Linked DNA regions of Mus musculus: regions 1, 2, 3 and 5 are each linked to region 4. A link is a contact called in public HiCAR-type and promoter capture Hi-C data. All regions are on one chromosome and are shown on one strand. The core of a region is the stretch at or near the end of the contact, and the rest is flanking DNA. Distances in the headings are between cores, read along the strand shown. Region 1 holds the start of Actg1 (actin, gamma, cytoplasmic 1). Region 2 holds the start of Fdxr (ferredoxin reductase). Region 3 holds the start of Unk (unkempt family zinc finger). Region 4 holds the start of Cyth1 (cytohesin 1). Region 5 holds the start of Mrpl58 (mitochondrial ribosomal protein L58).

Region 1 (2,700 bases), core at 121-2,620, 2.1 Mb before region 4:
CACCTACAAGTGTTAGTTAGCTGTTAGCTCCTGTAGGCTCATGGTGGGGTCCTGGAGGTCCAGCCCTGCATCCCCCTCATGGGTGGTGCTCCCATTTGACAGGCACCTCTGTACAACCACAGGGCCAGCGCCCTTCTTTCTAGGCCTGATGTTGCACAAAAGGTGACTGAGTGTTGGCACGGGTTTATGGCCAGCAGGTAAGCAGGGCAGGCTGCTTGGTCCCCCTGGGTCTTGTGTTCATGTCTCAGATGGGGAGCTGACCTTGCAGGGCTGCCTGAGAGCGCCTGTGCATAGGGTGGGAGTGGCACCCCGTACCTGCTCGAATCAAGCTCTGTGCCCTGTGACCTTGGAGTCCCTCACCTCACTGCTACCCTCCGCTTCATTCCACAATGAACCATTCCAGAAGCTTACAAATAAAACCCGGTTAACTCCCGTGCCAGCTTTCTCTTCAGGCACCATCTAGGACGGCAGCGCCACGACCCTGCTAAGGGTGACAAGTTTCCAAACAGCCGGGAGAAGGGCAGCGAGGCCGGCCCGCCCCCCACGCCTGTCCGGAGGGGACTAAGGCCTAAGCATTCTGTGCCCAAAACCAGTTTGACCCGGACTTCATAATCAGTGGAGAGGAGTCTCGCCAGCTGACCCACGCGGGGGGCGGGGCTGGACCATCCTGAAAGTCGGGAGACTTCCCCTGCCTCAGTTTCCCTACAATGTGTCCCGCAAAGCCAGCATAACACAATGCCCACTCACACCACCACCACCACCTTCTTTGATGCCCAGGGACACCCAACCCCGTGACGACCCCTCCTCCAATAAAGGGACATGGCTGAAGTGGAAGAACTGGTGACCCTCTCCCACGTGACTGGGATGTGATGGCCGCTCCCCGGACCCCCGGGAATCCCTCCAGCCCGTCCCCAGCCAGGCACACACGGACCCTGTAGAGAAAGGTCCTGGGGGGTGTGCGGGGCACAGGATTCACATAGGGGCGGGGGCCACGGGACTCACCCCAGATCGGGGCGCGGCCCGCCCCGGGCTTGGCAGTTTCGGGGCGCAGCCCGGGCCCTCCCTGCTACGCGGCAGTCCCGGGGCAGGGCAGGGCCGATCGCACGCACGCCACTCGCCGAGACCCCCGCGAGCAAGAACCGGGCCTCCCGGGGTCGCGAGCGCGCGGGGGCGGCGCGGGCGGGGCCGTTGGCGGCGGCGCGGGCCAGGGGCGGGCGGGCCCGGGCCCCACGTGTCCCTGGCGGGCGGGCCAATAGGCGCCCGGCTTTTGGAAAGATCGCCATATATGGACATGTTCTGGGGCCGCGCGCGCCCCCGCCCGCGCGCGCGGCCCGCTCCCGCTTAAATAGCGGCGGGGGAGGCCGCGGTCGGTCTCACACTCCGCCGCCGGCTTACACTGCGCTTCTTGCCGCTCCTCCGTCGCCGCCGCGTCCTTCGCCGGTAAGCTGCCGCTCCCCGGGCTTGGCCCAGTGACTTCCTGTGGCCCTTTCTTCCCGCTCACCCTGCCTGCCGCACCGCTGCGGAGCGGAGCGGAGCGCAGGGCGCCTGACGGGTGGGCCTGGGTCTGCAGCCGCGGCTGGGGGCAGGGCGGGGCCCGACGCAATGCGCAGCCCCTCCTCGCCGCGGCGGAACGGGGCGCTGCCGGTAGCCGACGGTTACGCCGCCCGGGGTGGGGACTGCACTCCTCCGGGGTGGCTCGGCCCTGGCCGAGGACATTTTCTGAGTTCGGTGAGGGCTGCGCTAATTCCGGGGCTTCTTCCTGCGCAGATCGCAATGGAAGAAGAAATCGCCGCACTCGTCATTGACAATGGCTCCGGCATGTGCAAAGCCGGCTTTGCTGGCGACGACGCCCCCAGGGCCGTGTTCCCTTCCATCGTAGGGCGCCCCCGACACCAGGTTAGTTGAGAGGAGTGGCCTCCCTTGTGTTCTCTCTGGGCCCGGGTCGCGCGGTGGGTGGGGCGAGTCTGACCGCGGCCTTTTCTCTCGCAGGGCGTCATGGTGGGCATGGGCCAGAAAGACTCATACGTGGGTGACGAGGCCCAGAGCAAGAGGGGTATCCTGACCCTGAAGTACCCTATCGAACACGGCATTGTCACTAACTGGGACGACATGGAGAAGATCTGGCACCACACCTTCTACAATGAGCTGCGTGTGGCTCCTGAGGAGCACCCGGTGCTTCTGACCGAGGCCCCCCTGAACCCCAAAGCTAACAGAGAGAAGATGACGCAGGTATGCTTGAGCCGGGACCTTGCCTCCCCTTGGGCGTGACGAGTCATTTTGTGTTGTGCCTCATTTCCTGACATTCAAGCGTTTCTTTGGTGTTTCTAGGGTTCTGTTCCTCTTCTCCTGGCATTTCCTCCCTGAAGCCTCCAGGTTTCTGTTTGCGTTTCTGCTTGCGTTCTGTTCTTTTTTTCTTCACACATCACATTTGTGGCATGCAGCATGCAGAGTGTGGGTGTGGGAGGCTCAGGGCCCCTGCTACTCACTCACTCAGGTGTTCTTTGTCTTTCCACAGATAATGTTTGAAACCTTCAATACCCCAGCCATGTACGTGGCCATTCAGGCGGTGCTGTCCTTGTATGCATCTGGGCGCACCACTGGCATTGTCATGGACTCTGGTGACGGGGTCACACACACAGTGCCCATCTATGAGGGCTACGCCCTTCCCCACGCCATCTTGCGTCTGGACCTGGCTGGCCG
Region 2 (2,700 bases), core at 150-2,649, 3.0 Mb after region 4:
AAGAATTCCAGATTACAGTCAGGTCAGTCAAGCCAGTTTCCATTGGTATGACCACGTTCCTACTGCCATTTCCCTCTCACAAAACAAGTGGCATACTGTTTTGTGAGATCAGGTGCCACTCTGTATACAGCCCAGGCTAGCTTTGTACCTGAATTATGGAATAGAAGATTCAGCTAGGGGCGGGGCGGGGCGGGGCGAGGCAGGGGGCAGTTAAAACGTAGAGCAATTTTGTAAGTCCCTGGGTTCAATCTTCAACAAGAATAAACAAGAATCAGATGTTGTGAGGATGACAGGTTAGTCTTCCAAGAAGGAGAAGGACTCTCAGAGAAGCACTGGGCTTGTCTGGTTAGAGGTGACAATGGGTCCTGCCCTTATTTTAATTATATTTTTTGTGGTGTAATCGAAACCAGGATCATGTGCACATTAAGCATTCACCCTTCTTCAGGTCCTGTTCTTGTGTAGAAAACATGTGTGGGTCGGCTGGAGGGTAAAGTTGCTTGCCCTCAGCCTTAAATGAGTCTGAAACCCAGGAATTCACGTAGAGGAGGGAACCAACTCCTATAAGCTGTCCTCTGACTACCACACACCACGCGAACGCTGTGGCAAGTGTACACCGGCCCCCATAAATAATGTAATAAAATATATAAATGTTAGAAAAAACTTTTAAAAGATATTGATTTTAGGCTTTGCATCAATTTTCTTTTAAAACATGGAATATGAATGATTTACCTTGACTACTGAGCTTTTGGGTGCCCCCTAAGGTACGGTCTCACCCTGATCCCTGTACTGTCGGACCAGGGTCGAAGGTCGGGCTCTGGTCTCAGTGCCAGAGGGGGAACTTCTTCGCGTGTTTCCTCCCCCATCGTGGGAAGAGGGTGACTAGAAATAAGCTCTTGAGAGTTTAACACTTGTCCTTCTCTGACACGCACAAGTAGCTGTTTGAGGCTACATCAGTTCAACATCCAGACTTAAAAATCGAGGAGTCAAGAATAGCGGATACACGAGACTTCCGGGCTCTGGCCTTCTGATTGGCTGATACAAAAATCACTCAAACAACGACAACGGGGCATTGCGTCATCAGCGAGCGGCAAGCTTTACATAAAGTAAGCTCCTTTCCAATTGGCTCCCTTCTTCAAGAGCAACTGAAACAGCATAGGGGATTCGCGTTTCTTCAAATCTAGACTTCCGGCATCTGGAGGTACTAGGAAGACCGGAGAAATTTGATAAGCTTTTGAGGATTGGACGTTCTGGGGGCGGGGCCTTGGCGAGATGGGGGCATGGTTCTCTTTGGGGGCGTGGTTATTTCGGAAATCTTGGTGAAGTCTCCAAGTTGATGTTTCTAAGCAAGCGGGAGGCGAGGCTTGGGGCGGGGCTCCAGTGATGGGCGGGTCCAGAGGAGCGTCCTCGGCGGGCTGCTGGACCTGCGCTCAGCACTAGAGTCATTGCTAGCTCTTCCGCTTGCTGGTTGCACTTCTCAGCCATGGCTCCTCGCTGCTGGCACTGGTGGCGCTGGTCCGCGTGGTCTGGGCTTCGGCCGTCTCCCTCCAGGAGCACTCCGAGTAGGAGCAGGGCTCTTGGGGGCTGCACCAGGGCGAGGGGAGGCCTGTGATCAAGAGCGGGGGTCCGAGCAGAGCTGAGGCGGGGCTGGAGAGGGGCAAAGCTGAACGTGTCTGCTCTTGCGGGAGAAATGGGAGTGATGGAGAGGGGAGGATCTGTGCAAAGAGATGTAAGGCGTCCTGGGTAAGACAGCTCAGTAAAGGCTAAAAGGATAGACCATGAGGTCTTTATGTGTGATACGAGGTGAACGGAGGTGACAGGCAAATTCGAGGTGAGGAGATGAGCAATAGAGTTCTGTGGGGGAAAGAAGGGCTAGAAAAAAGCAAAATAGAAACGTGATGGGCATATGAAGACATGAGATCACATAAGGAACCTCTCAAGAAAGATAGTGCTGTGCAGGACAGCTTGGGGGATAAGGGGGTCTGGGGCAGATTATTTGTTATTGTTCATGGGTGAGACATGGGGTTCTGGATAAAGACAGCTCTGGCATTCAGATGAAATGGTGAAGCTTTGAGGAACGGAAAAAGGAAGATGCAGGTGAGGGTGAAGGCAAGGTGCAACTGGACAGAATTGGTTTGGGGTGGTAGGAGGGTGTTGGTTTGACCCTGCTGTCCCCTGCTCTACCTAGCCCCAGGCTTCTGCCAGAAGTTCTCCACACAGGAGAAGACCCCTCAGATCTGTGTGGTCGGCAGTGGCCCAGCTGGCTTCTACACAGCCCAACACTTGTTAAAGGTAAGCGAGGCACTCCTTCCAGGCTCCCTTCTTACCATTCATTTCTTGTCCCAATTCTGGGGGTAGGCTCCAGCCCTTTGGTTTGTCTGACAAGGAAGGGGCTTTTGACTAATGTAAGCTGTGTTCTTTCTAACTGATTCCACAGGTATAGCTGAGGCGCCCTAGGTCCTCAGCTGTGAGAGACATGCATTTGTTCCATGGATGGTGGTTGGGGACAGATGGGCAGCTGTCTTCTGCTTTGTAGGGAAGTCTTTTTCAGTCTAATGGGATGGCTTTCGCCTCCCCTTATCTTTACGCTTCTTTATCTCCAGCATTTTATATTTCAAGGCAATCTTGTCTGCAGCTTTGCGCCCTCCCCACGACCATTCTCTTCCACAAAGGCCAAGGTCTCAAAGCTTTCAGTATTAGTCT
Region 3 (2,700 bases), core at 200-2,699, 2.2 Mb after region 4:
CAATTCCTTCAGACTGTTTTGACCTCCACACCTGCATGTGGCGCTGCGTGAGTGTTCCCACAGACTCACATACAAATAAACAAATGTAGATGTTTTTCACAGTTCCACTAAGTTTACAAATTTTTGTGTGTGACCAGATAAGTGATGTTATTCTGATGTTAGACCTTCTTATCAAAAGCAATGGCAAGGTTGCAGAGTGAGAGAGAACTCCAGTAAGAAAGGACCAACTGATGACCACCATACTTGAAAGGCTAACCTGAGTTACAGTCAAGTTTGGATGACGTCAGCCAACACTAGTCATTTGAAGAAACCAATACATTTTCTATAACCAATGTTCCCCTGTCCCAACTCCCAAAAGTGTTGAACCAGAGCTGCTTCTGCCTGACTTTAGTTCGGATGCTGCCAGCTCCTGGCTGGACGCTGGAGTGTTGTTCAATCTCTCGGGTTCTGACATTTCCACAGGTTGGGATCTCCTAAACTGGCCCATCACTCAGGCACCCAGTAGGGACACTCCTGGCACACAGCAGGGAACGGAAACCAACAGGGCTTTACAAGAGGAACTACAGCATTGGCCTTTGTCTCACAGAACCTAGGCCTACTGTGACATGACAGCAAGGAAGGCAGGGACCTAAGCTTGTACACATGCAGTTTTTACATTGTGGCAATCTCATTTAGGCCAGTTACGATGAGGCTCCCTTGCCTGCCCGATGCTGAAGGGGTCTGCAACCATTAACACCCCGGATGTCGCTGACTCAAGCTAGACAGTACAGCCTGCACGGAGTGAGCCCATTTCTGCACGTTTGACTGTTTAAGGGAATTCAAGCATGGGTGATCCTCGTGGACAATCTAACAGGCCTTAAAGATACAAAAGGCCTCCGGTGCACAGAGTCTCCTCCCGAGACTTCAAGCAAACAGTCATTTCTAGACAGGTCTCGTGCTGGTTGGTACAGACTTCCACTTGTCATGTCGTGGACTTGTCGGGTTTTATGTCTGAGACCGTCAGGCCTCTGAGGCCTGGCCTGAGAAGTGTGGATTCGGGACCCGCGCTCCTGCCTTTCCGACTCGGAGGCTGGGACCGAGTTTCCCGCCCCACTGCCCGACCAGAGGTTGGTGACAGTTGAAGTAAGCTGGGACCGGTCCCAGCAGGTTGGAACCGGTCTGGGCCGAGCCGGAGGAAGGGGGGGGGGGACAGCCTCGCGCTCTCCCTGCGCGCGTGACTCACGCTGGCCGCTGACGTCAGGCGTGCGCGCGCGGCGGGGGGGGCTCTACGTACGTGTAGTGCTGCGGTTTCTCGGGCTGTGCCTGCAGCACCTGAGCGGTAGCGGCCGGGGGCGCCGAGGAAGCTGCCGAGCCGCCGGGCCCGGGGCCCTTCGACATGGTCCTGTCTTCCTGCCTCTTCGCCGCTCCCCTTTTATTATTCAGTCTGCGCGGTCCGCGCCGAAGACCCACAGCGCCTGCGCCGCGCCACGAGAACGTGAAGACCCCCCGCACAGCAGCAAAGGTTGCTGGGAGTTGTGGTCCTCCTTTCCGGTGAAATTTTACCGTTGGCACAGTGTCGCTGCTAAAGTGCAAGACCACAATACCCAGAGATCTTTGCGGACGGTGTCCCGGATGCTGAGGATCCGCAATGCCTTGTGGTAATTGTAGTCTAGTCACTCTTAACTATTACCTGAGCATTGTCAGTGTGGTCGGAGGTGAACTCTACCTTTAAACTGGATCCTCCGGAGAGCAAGGAACCAGTTAGGGAGGCCTGAAACAACTCCACGGAGAATGTTCCAAATGCAGTGCAGTAATTGCCTTGCCTCCCTACCAGTACAGTTGGCGCACCGTTTCTAAAGTCAGTCTAGAGCATTGCCTCGGAGCCAGCAAGCTAGTCAGCCAATATTTTCATAATATAGTAACCTGTAAATCACCAGAGAAAGTATGCAGGCTAGCAGACAGTTTGAAGAAGCTTTTTATTGTTGTTGCTTTGTTTTGTTTTTAAAAATTACAATACACCATATTGTTCCTGGGCATCATTAACATTTATCAACCCTGAAACCTGGAACCCCTCCACTTGGGCTCCTTCTGAACTCAGTGGTTGGCCCAAATACCTTGTTTCCAGTAGGTTAAGGTCCAAGGGAGAACCTAATCTCTATCTAGAGTAGTCTCTTAGGCACTTTGGTAAATTGTTGAGAAGTATAGTGATAGACTACATGAGAAGGGCCAGGGGCTGAGGAAAAAAAAATGTTCTAGTCCATTCTAGTTCCCTTTTCTGGAAAAAAACCTTTCTGTTCCGGGGAAATGCAAGGCAATTGCCTCACATTTAGGAATATGGTTTTATGAAATGACTTTCTACAGGCTGGATATAGGGGTACATCCTGAGGGAGGAAAGTCACAAGTTCCAGGCCAAGCTAGGCTATGTACTAAAACCCTATCTCAAAAACCAACACGGTGGCATGTATCTCGGTCCCAGCACTCAGGAAGCAACGGAAGGTGGATCTCTGAATTCAAAGCCTGGTGGCATCCGTTGGTAGTTCTAGGTCAGCCAGAGCTGTCAGTCTGTCTAAAAACCCGAACAAGAACAACCAAACAACAACAGGTTGGAGATGAGTAGGGGTAAAGGTGCTTGCTTCCCTAGGCTGCAAACCCAAGTGGGATCTCTGGGACTGATGTACAGGTGGTAGGAGAGAACCCACTCCACGAATAATAATAAAATAA
Region 4 (2,700 bases), core at 19-2,518:
AGACCTGACTCTCCTTCCTCCCCATGTGGTTGGCCTGGCCCCTTCATGCCCTGCAGAAGCCCAGAGATTCCCACAACCCTCTACAGGCAGTGATTTGCAGAGAGAGGGAGCTGTGGGGGTAGAAGGCTGGTTCTGGGGCTGCATGGGGGATTTCAAGTCTTTGTTTCAATCAGGAAGACCCGTCCCAAAACTTCCCAGTGTCTCTTTTGCTGTATTTGTAGGTTTTTGTTTTGTTTTGTTTTGTTTTGTTTTTGAGGTGGAGTTTCACTATATTGTCCTCCTGCCTCAGTTTCCTGGGACGCTAGACTAACAACAGGTATGCCACAGGCAAGCACCACTACCCCAGGCCTTTCTGGGGTAAGAAGGGTTTGTGCATGCTGTGGTGGAGGACATCCTGGACAGGGACCTACCACCCAGAGATGCCCCAGCCCATATAAGACCCTCTGAGTCTGGGAATTAGTTTTCTCCTTTCCCCTGGTCTCTGGGATGCAATCTAGGGTCTCTCACATTGCTAGGCAAGTGCTCTGTCATTGAGCTGCAATGCACTCCCTGCTGGTCACTTGGCTAGAGTTCACAGGACAGGGTGTTCCCTAAGGGCCTTTTCAGATCATTGGTTGGTGCTTCCACTGATTAATTCTGCAGAGACCTCCTACCGCATAAATGCTCTCACCTCCACAGAAGCAGCCCCTGGCCACAACTGCAAAGGGGGATCAACCGGTCCTCCCGAAGAAAGCAGCAGAGCCTGTAAATTGAGGCTACTAATTTGGAAGTTATGTCCTCCTGTGCAACTTGGCGCCGGTAGGAAGTATAAGTAACGAACACAGATGAGTTTAGGTAATTTCCTCCTCGACGTGTTGGTGTCCGAGGCGGATACAGCTAGGGCCACCTTACCCTTCGGGTTATACCCGTGACCTTGAGTATGTTTAACCAGCCGAGTGGCTGGACGCTGGCCCTGGCTAGTAAACCACGCCCGCGGCCTACGCACGCTTGTGAAACTTGAAACCCGAAACTGCCCTGCCCCGAGGAGAGGGGGCGGTACCTAAGGAGAGAGGGCGTGACTTGGGGGCGGAGTCATAGATAGGCAGAGCCTAGGTGCCGCGCTTGCGTAAACGCAAACTAAAGAGGTCCTCAAGGGGACGGGGCCTAGAGGGCGTTCACGCACGCGCGTTTTGGCTGTGGGCGGGACCTTGTGCCGGGGGCGGTGCCTCGGGCGGCGCGTGCGCAGGCGCGTGCTGGGCAGTGCGGGCGCGGTGCGGGGGGCGGGGCTCCGCGGCTCGGAGCTGGCCTGTGGCGAGCTGGTGTCTGGCAGGACGCGGGCTGCGGGAGGTCAGTGGCGGTCGCGGGCCGGAGCCGGTCGCCAGCACCATGGAGGACGATGACAGCTATGGTGAGTGGGGCCGGTCCGCTGCCCCTTCGTGAGCTTCCGCCTGCGCCGGTGTCCCTGGGACGGGACGCGGAGCGCCGGGTGGCGGCAGTGCGAGGGCCCGGGGGTGACTGCCCAGACGCTCGAGGGCCTGAGGGTCGCCGGGGCTGAGGGTCGCCTGGACCTTTGGGTCGCCGTGAACTGAGAGTCACCCGGGCCTGAGGGTCGCTGGGAACTGAGTGTCACTCGAGCCTGAGGGTTGCCGGGGCTGTGGGTCACCCAGGCCTGGAGGGTCACGGCAGGGGTCGCCCGAACCTGAGGGCGCCGACGGAGACGGGTGTAAAACCGGGAATTGCTTTCGGGCTCCAGGACCGAGGTTACTCGGGCCTGGGGGTCGCTGGGGCTGAGGTTTGCGAGTCTAGGGGCCCCGGAAGGGGAGTCGCCGGGGTTAGAGGGTCTCCGCGGCGGGGGTTAACCGGAGCGCTGAGGGTCATGAGGATGCTGAGGAGCCCCGGGGTGCCGAGGGGAGTCAGGGCCAGGTGACCGGGGTCGTAGTCTTTAAGACGAGTCGCCTGCTGCTTGTCACCGGGGTGGCAGACGCCGCGAGCGGCCGCGGGACTAACACGCCCGGCCGGCCTGTGTTCCCTAGTAGTTTCCGGCTCTCAGGGGTGTTAGAAGTTATGTGCCCCATCCAGCTCTTTGTTCTGAGATGAACACAAGTGGCCTGACCGGGGCCTCTGAGCCGGGGACGTCGGTCAGGTTCGTGCTACCGTCGCATTGTGAATTAGCTCCTGGTCCCCTGGTCTGTCAGTCAGGGCCTGACCACACCGGGCAAGGGGATCAAGTTTGAGCTGTTGCCTGAAGGTAGCCGGGTAATGACACCAGTCCACATCCTCCACCAGGGCAGAAGCGATTTAGACTCTCCTGGCTAACCTTGCTGCTTGTTGGCGAACAGCCAGGGCTCTGGTCCCTCCGAGGGTGTGCAGTCTCTGGAGTTGTAGAAGGTTATTTGAAATGCTTTACGTGGTTGTTAGCATTGTTTCCAGGAGGAATGGAAGAAGGAATGGCAGGTAGGGCGAGTGGTGACCTTTTACTGGTTTGGCAGGGAAGTATGGCTCAGGAACTTAACAAGCTTATACGGCTTAGTGGAGCCAAACTCCGGTGTGTTGCCTCACAGGTAACTTTGCCTCCTCACACTCTGGTGAGGAATATTAAAGTACCAAGAGGGAAGAGTGTTAGGGCTTTGCAGGGGAGCCCTTAGAGAACCCTGACCCGGTGAAGCCATGAGGATTATGGCTAACAACTCCCAGAGCTTCAGATGTGTGAACACTGACTGT
Region 5 (2,700 bases), core at 142-2,641, 2.8 Mb after region 4:
CTCATCTCCCCAGTATTCTCATGTCTTCCTTCCAGGTCTTTGTACGTGACAAGGTCTCATATAATCCAGGCTGGCTATGAGCCAATTGATTTTTCCTGCCTCTGCCTCAAGTGCTTGGGTTACAGATTCAGGCCACTGTGGCCCATTCTTCCAGGCTTTTCCCAGATCACTCTACCTAAAACTTCAATGCTTAGCTGGGTTTGTTGGTATATGCCTGTAATCTCAGTACTTGAGAGGCAGGAAGATCACTGCAAACTAGAGATCATCCAGGGCTTTTAAAGAGCTTTTCTCACAACATGTATCAGTACAGTGATACATGCCAGTAATCTTTACGCGTGGGAGATGAACGTGGAAGGATCAGGAGCTCATAGCCACCCACAGCTATGTAGCAAGTTCGAGTCTAGCCTAGGCTACATGAGATCCTTTGTCCAAACAAACAACAAACCTACAACTGTTATTATCTCTAGCTTCACCTTTGCCTTCTGAGTCTTACTATCTCTGAAGTATCATATTTAGTGTTACTTGGGTTTATTCATTTATTTTTGTCTGTCGCCCTCCAGTATACGAGCTTTACAGCCTTAGGATTTCTGTTTTACTACTCTCTGCCCCAAATTAGCACTGTGCTAACAGCATGCTCTCAAAAGATGTCTGCTGAATGAGGTGCGAGTGGATGAATGAAAATACTTGATGCTCTTTCAATCCTACAGGTGCAGCTCAATAGATGCTCTCTTTCCTGCTCAGGCCCCACGCAGTACCACTACATGACGCAGGCTAAACATGGACCCTTAGGGACCAAACCAGCTTTGTCTCAGGCTTCCTAACGTTACTAGGGTCAAAAGACTGGGTAACGTCCCAACTTGCGGATCTCAGGTTTTACTACTTTCAAGGTCCATAATGCACATCTTCCCATATAATGTGAGCCTGAAGGCCGGGAAGCAAACGTGGACAAACTAACGATCTAGAAAGACGCGTATGTGGCGGCTCTCTCCCAGGGTCTGCACTACCCGAGCCACGAGGGTTGCAATCACACTCTACAGTCCCAGCACATCCCGCACCTCCGGCCGGGTTACTAGGGCGATCAGTTCCTCCTGGGGCAACCAAAACCTTGCAAGCCGCCCGGCTTCCTCGCGTCACCTAGCAGCGGGAGGAACCGCCCTTTCCGTCCCGCCTTTCTCGGCTCACCGGGACCTTCCAGGCGGTATCCGCGCCCTTGGACTCGGGGTACAGCTTGTCCAGGCTGTAGATGCTCTGGAACGTGGTGCCGTCTACCTGTCTGTGCAGAGCCCGGCGAGCACAGCGCGCGGGCGGCGCGAGCAACAACGTTCCAGTTCGGCTCAGGCCCCAGCGTAGGCCCCAGGCGGTCGCCATGTTCACCTCCCAGGACCGCTTCCGGTGCTCACTCTTCCGGCGGTCCGCCAGCCTTGGCTGAGCTGGCTCTTAAGTTCCGCCGGGTTTCTCGGGCTCCGGGCTGTCCACCTTGGCGGTGATGGTGGGAAGTGGTGCGCACCCAGCTGACATCTGGTAGAGGTTGACCGGCAGATAGAGACCACCTACGGGAGATTTTTCTTAAAAAGATTCCTGTATGGGTCTGACTGAGCGGTGCTCACCTGCAGTCCCAGCACTGCTCTCAAGGCTAAGGCAGATGAGAGCCTAACCTAGTCACATAGCCCCTGTCATAAAAATAATACATACATGGCCAGGCGTGGTGGCACTTAATCCCAGCACTTGGGAGGCAGAGGCAGGTGGATCTCTGAGTTCGAGGCCAGCCTGGTTTACAGAGTGCGTTCCAGGACAGCAAGGGCTATGCAGAAAAAAAACCCTGTCTTGAAAAACCATAAAAAAAAAATAATAATAGTACATACATACACACATACATACATACATGGCCAGGCCTTAATCCTTGCACTTGGGAGGCAGAGATAGGTGGACCTAGGCTAGCCTGGTCTACAAAGTGAGTCCAGGACAGCCGAGGCTTCTATACAGAGAAACTCTGTCTTGGAAAAATCATTTTAAATGTGTGTGTATGTAAACAAATATATAAATGCATAAATACATAAACAAACACTGGATCTAGCATCCTAGAAACACCCTTTTCTCTTTTTTGAGTCTGTTCTCCTTCCCTGGACCCTTGAGCAACCTAACTAGATACAGCAAGGACGACCTTACCTGCTAAGCTCGGACTTTCCCTGCCCTTTCCTATCCCTTGTTCAGTGTGAGCCACATTCCTAACTTGCTTTAGATAGATGAGTGGATAGACAGTCAACCAATCTTTGTGTGTTCGATTTTGAGCTTAAGGGTTGGTTTTGTGGTATTTATTTAGGCAGGTTTCAATTATGTAGCCCTAGCTGGCCTGGAGCTCACTATATACAGCAGGTTGCCTGCCTCTCAGTCCAGAGCATTGGTATTAAAAGCTTACCCAACCAGGTCTGTCTTTTGCTTGTGTTTTGAGACAGGGTTTCAACCTATTTAGCTCAGACTAGTCTTGAACTCCTGACCCTCCTGCCTTCACCTCACAGGTGTTCAGATTTGTACCACTACTCCAAGGCCCAGTCTTATGTTCTAACATATTGCCTGTCTCCAAGTTAGAATGTAAGGTCTCTGCTGTATCCCAAACATGCAGAGTGTGTCACATCACAGACATACCACGACTGTGGGTCAAGTGAATTTCATGGTAGTTCACGTTTTTGTTGTTCTTTGGTT

The links. Promoter capture Hi-C pulls out the DNA fragments that hold promoters and counts their contacts. HiCAR-type assays count read pairs that join an accessible place to other places. Capture Hi-C pulls out chosen DNA fragments and counts their contacts.
Region 1: a contact with region 4 is called in a promoter capture Hi-C map of liver, with 2.9 times the contacts expected there. The contact joins the promoter of Actg1 here to the promoter of Cyth1 in region 4. A contact is called at or near these places in 1 of 39 promoter capture datasets (pre-B cells), 1 of 115 datasets of contacts at active chromatin or transcription factors (astrocytes) and 1 of 9 other capture datasets (liver).
Region 2: a contact with region 4 is called in a promoter capture Hi-C map of pre-B cells, with 2.7 times the contacts expected there. The contact joins the promoter of Fdxr here to the promoter of Cyth1 in region 4. A contact is called at or near these places in 2 of 39 promoter capture datasets (liver and pre-B cells) and 1 of 115 datasets of contacts at active chromatin or transcription factors (astrocytes).
Region 3: a contact with region 4 is called in a HiCAR-type map of astrocytes, with 2.9 times the contacts expected there. The contact joins the promoter of Unk here to the promoter of Cyth1 in region 4. A contact is called at or near these places in 1 of 39 promoter capture datasets (pre-B cells), 1 of 115 datasets of contacts at active chromatin or transcription factors (astrocytes) and 1 of 9 other capture datasets (liver).
Region 5: a promoter capture Hi-C map of liver shows a contact between it and region 4, with 2.2 times the contacts expected there. The contact joins the promoter of Mrpl58 here to the promoter of Cyth1 in region 4. A contact is called at or near these places in 1 of 39 promoter capture datasets (liver), 1 of 115 datasets of contacts at active chromatin or transcription factors (thymic regulatory T cells) and 1 of 9 other capture datasets (liver).

What each region holds. Positions count from the first base shown.
Region 1 is chr11:120,347,165-120,349,864 of GRCm38.p6, reverse strand. Actg1 (actin, gamma, cytoplasmic 1) reads left to right here and starts at 1,370. Exons shown (of 6, transcript NM_009609.3): 1 at 1,370-1,440; 2 at 1,768-1,896; 3 at 1,990-2,229; 4 at 2,516-2,700. The coding sequence starts at 1,774. It overlaps Mir6935 (microRNA 6935), which reads left to right and starts at 2,452; the gene lies at 2,452-2,515. It overlaps 0610009L18Rik (RIKEN cDNA 0610009L18 gene), which reads right to left and starts at 1,187. Exons shown (of 2, transcript NR_038126.1): 1 at 1,003-1,187.
Region 2 is chr11:115,275,668-115,278,367 of GRCm38.p6, reverse strand. Fdxr (ferredoxin reductase) reads left to right here and starts at 1,399. Exons shown (of 12, transcript NM_007997.1): 1 at 1,399-1,559; 2 at 2,186-2,289. The coding sequence starts at 1,481.
Region 3 is chr11:116,029,065-116,031,764 of GRCm38.p6, reverse strand. Unk (unkempt family zinc finger) reads right to left here and starts at 1,449. Exons shown (of 16, transcript NM_172569.4): 1 at 1,274-1,449. The coding sequence starts at 1,377.
Region 4 is chr11:118,247,126-118,249,825 of GRCm38.p6, reverse strand. Cyth1 (cytohesin 1) reads left to right here and starts at 1,268. Exons shown (of 14, transcript NM_011180.4): 1 at 1,268-1,387. The coding sequence starts at 1,366.
Region 5 is chr11:115,402,443-115,405,142 of GRCm38.p6, reverse strand. It overlaps Mrpl58 (mitochondrial ribosomal protein L58), which reads right to left and starts at 1,391. Exons shown (of 6, transcript NM_001347645.1): 1 at 1,183-1,391. The coding sequence starts at 1,368.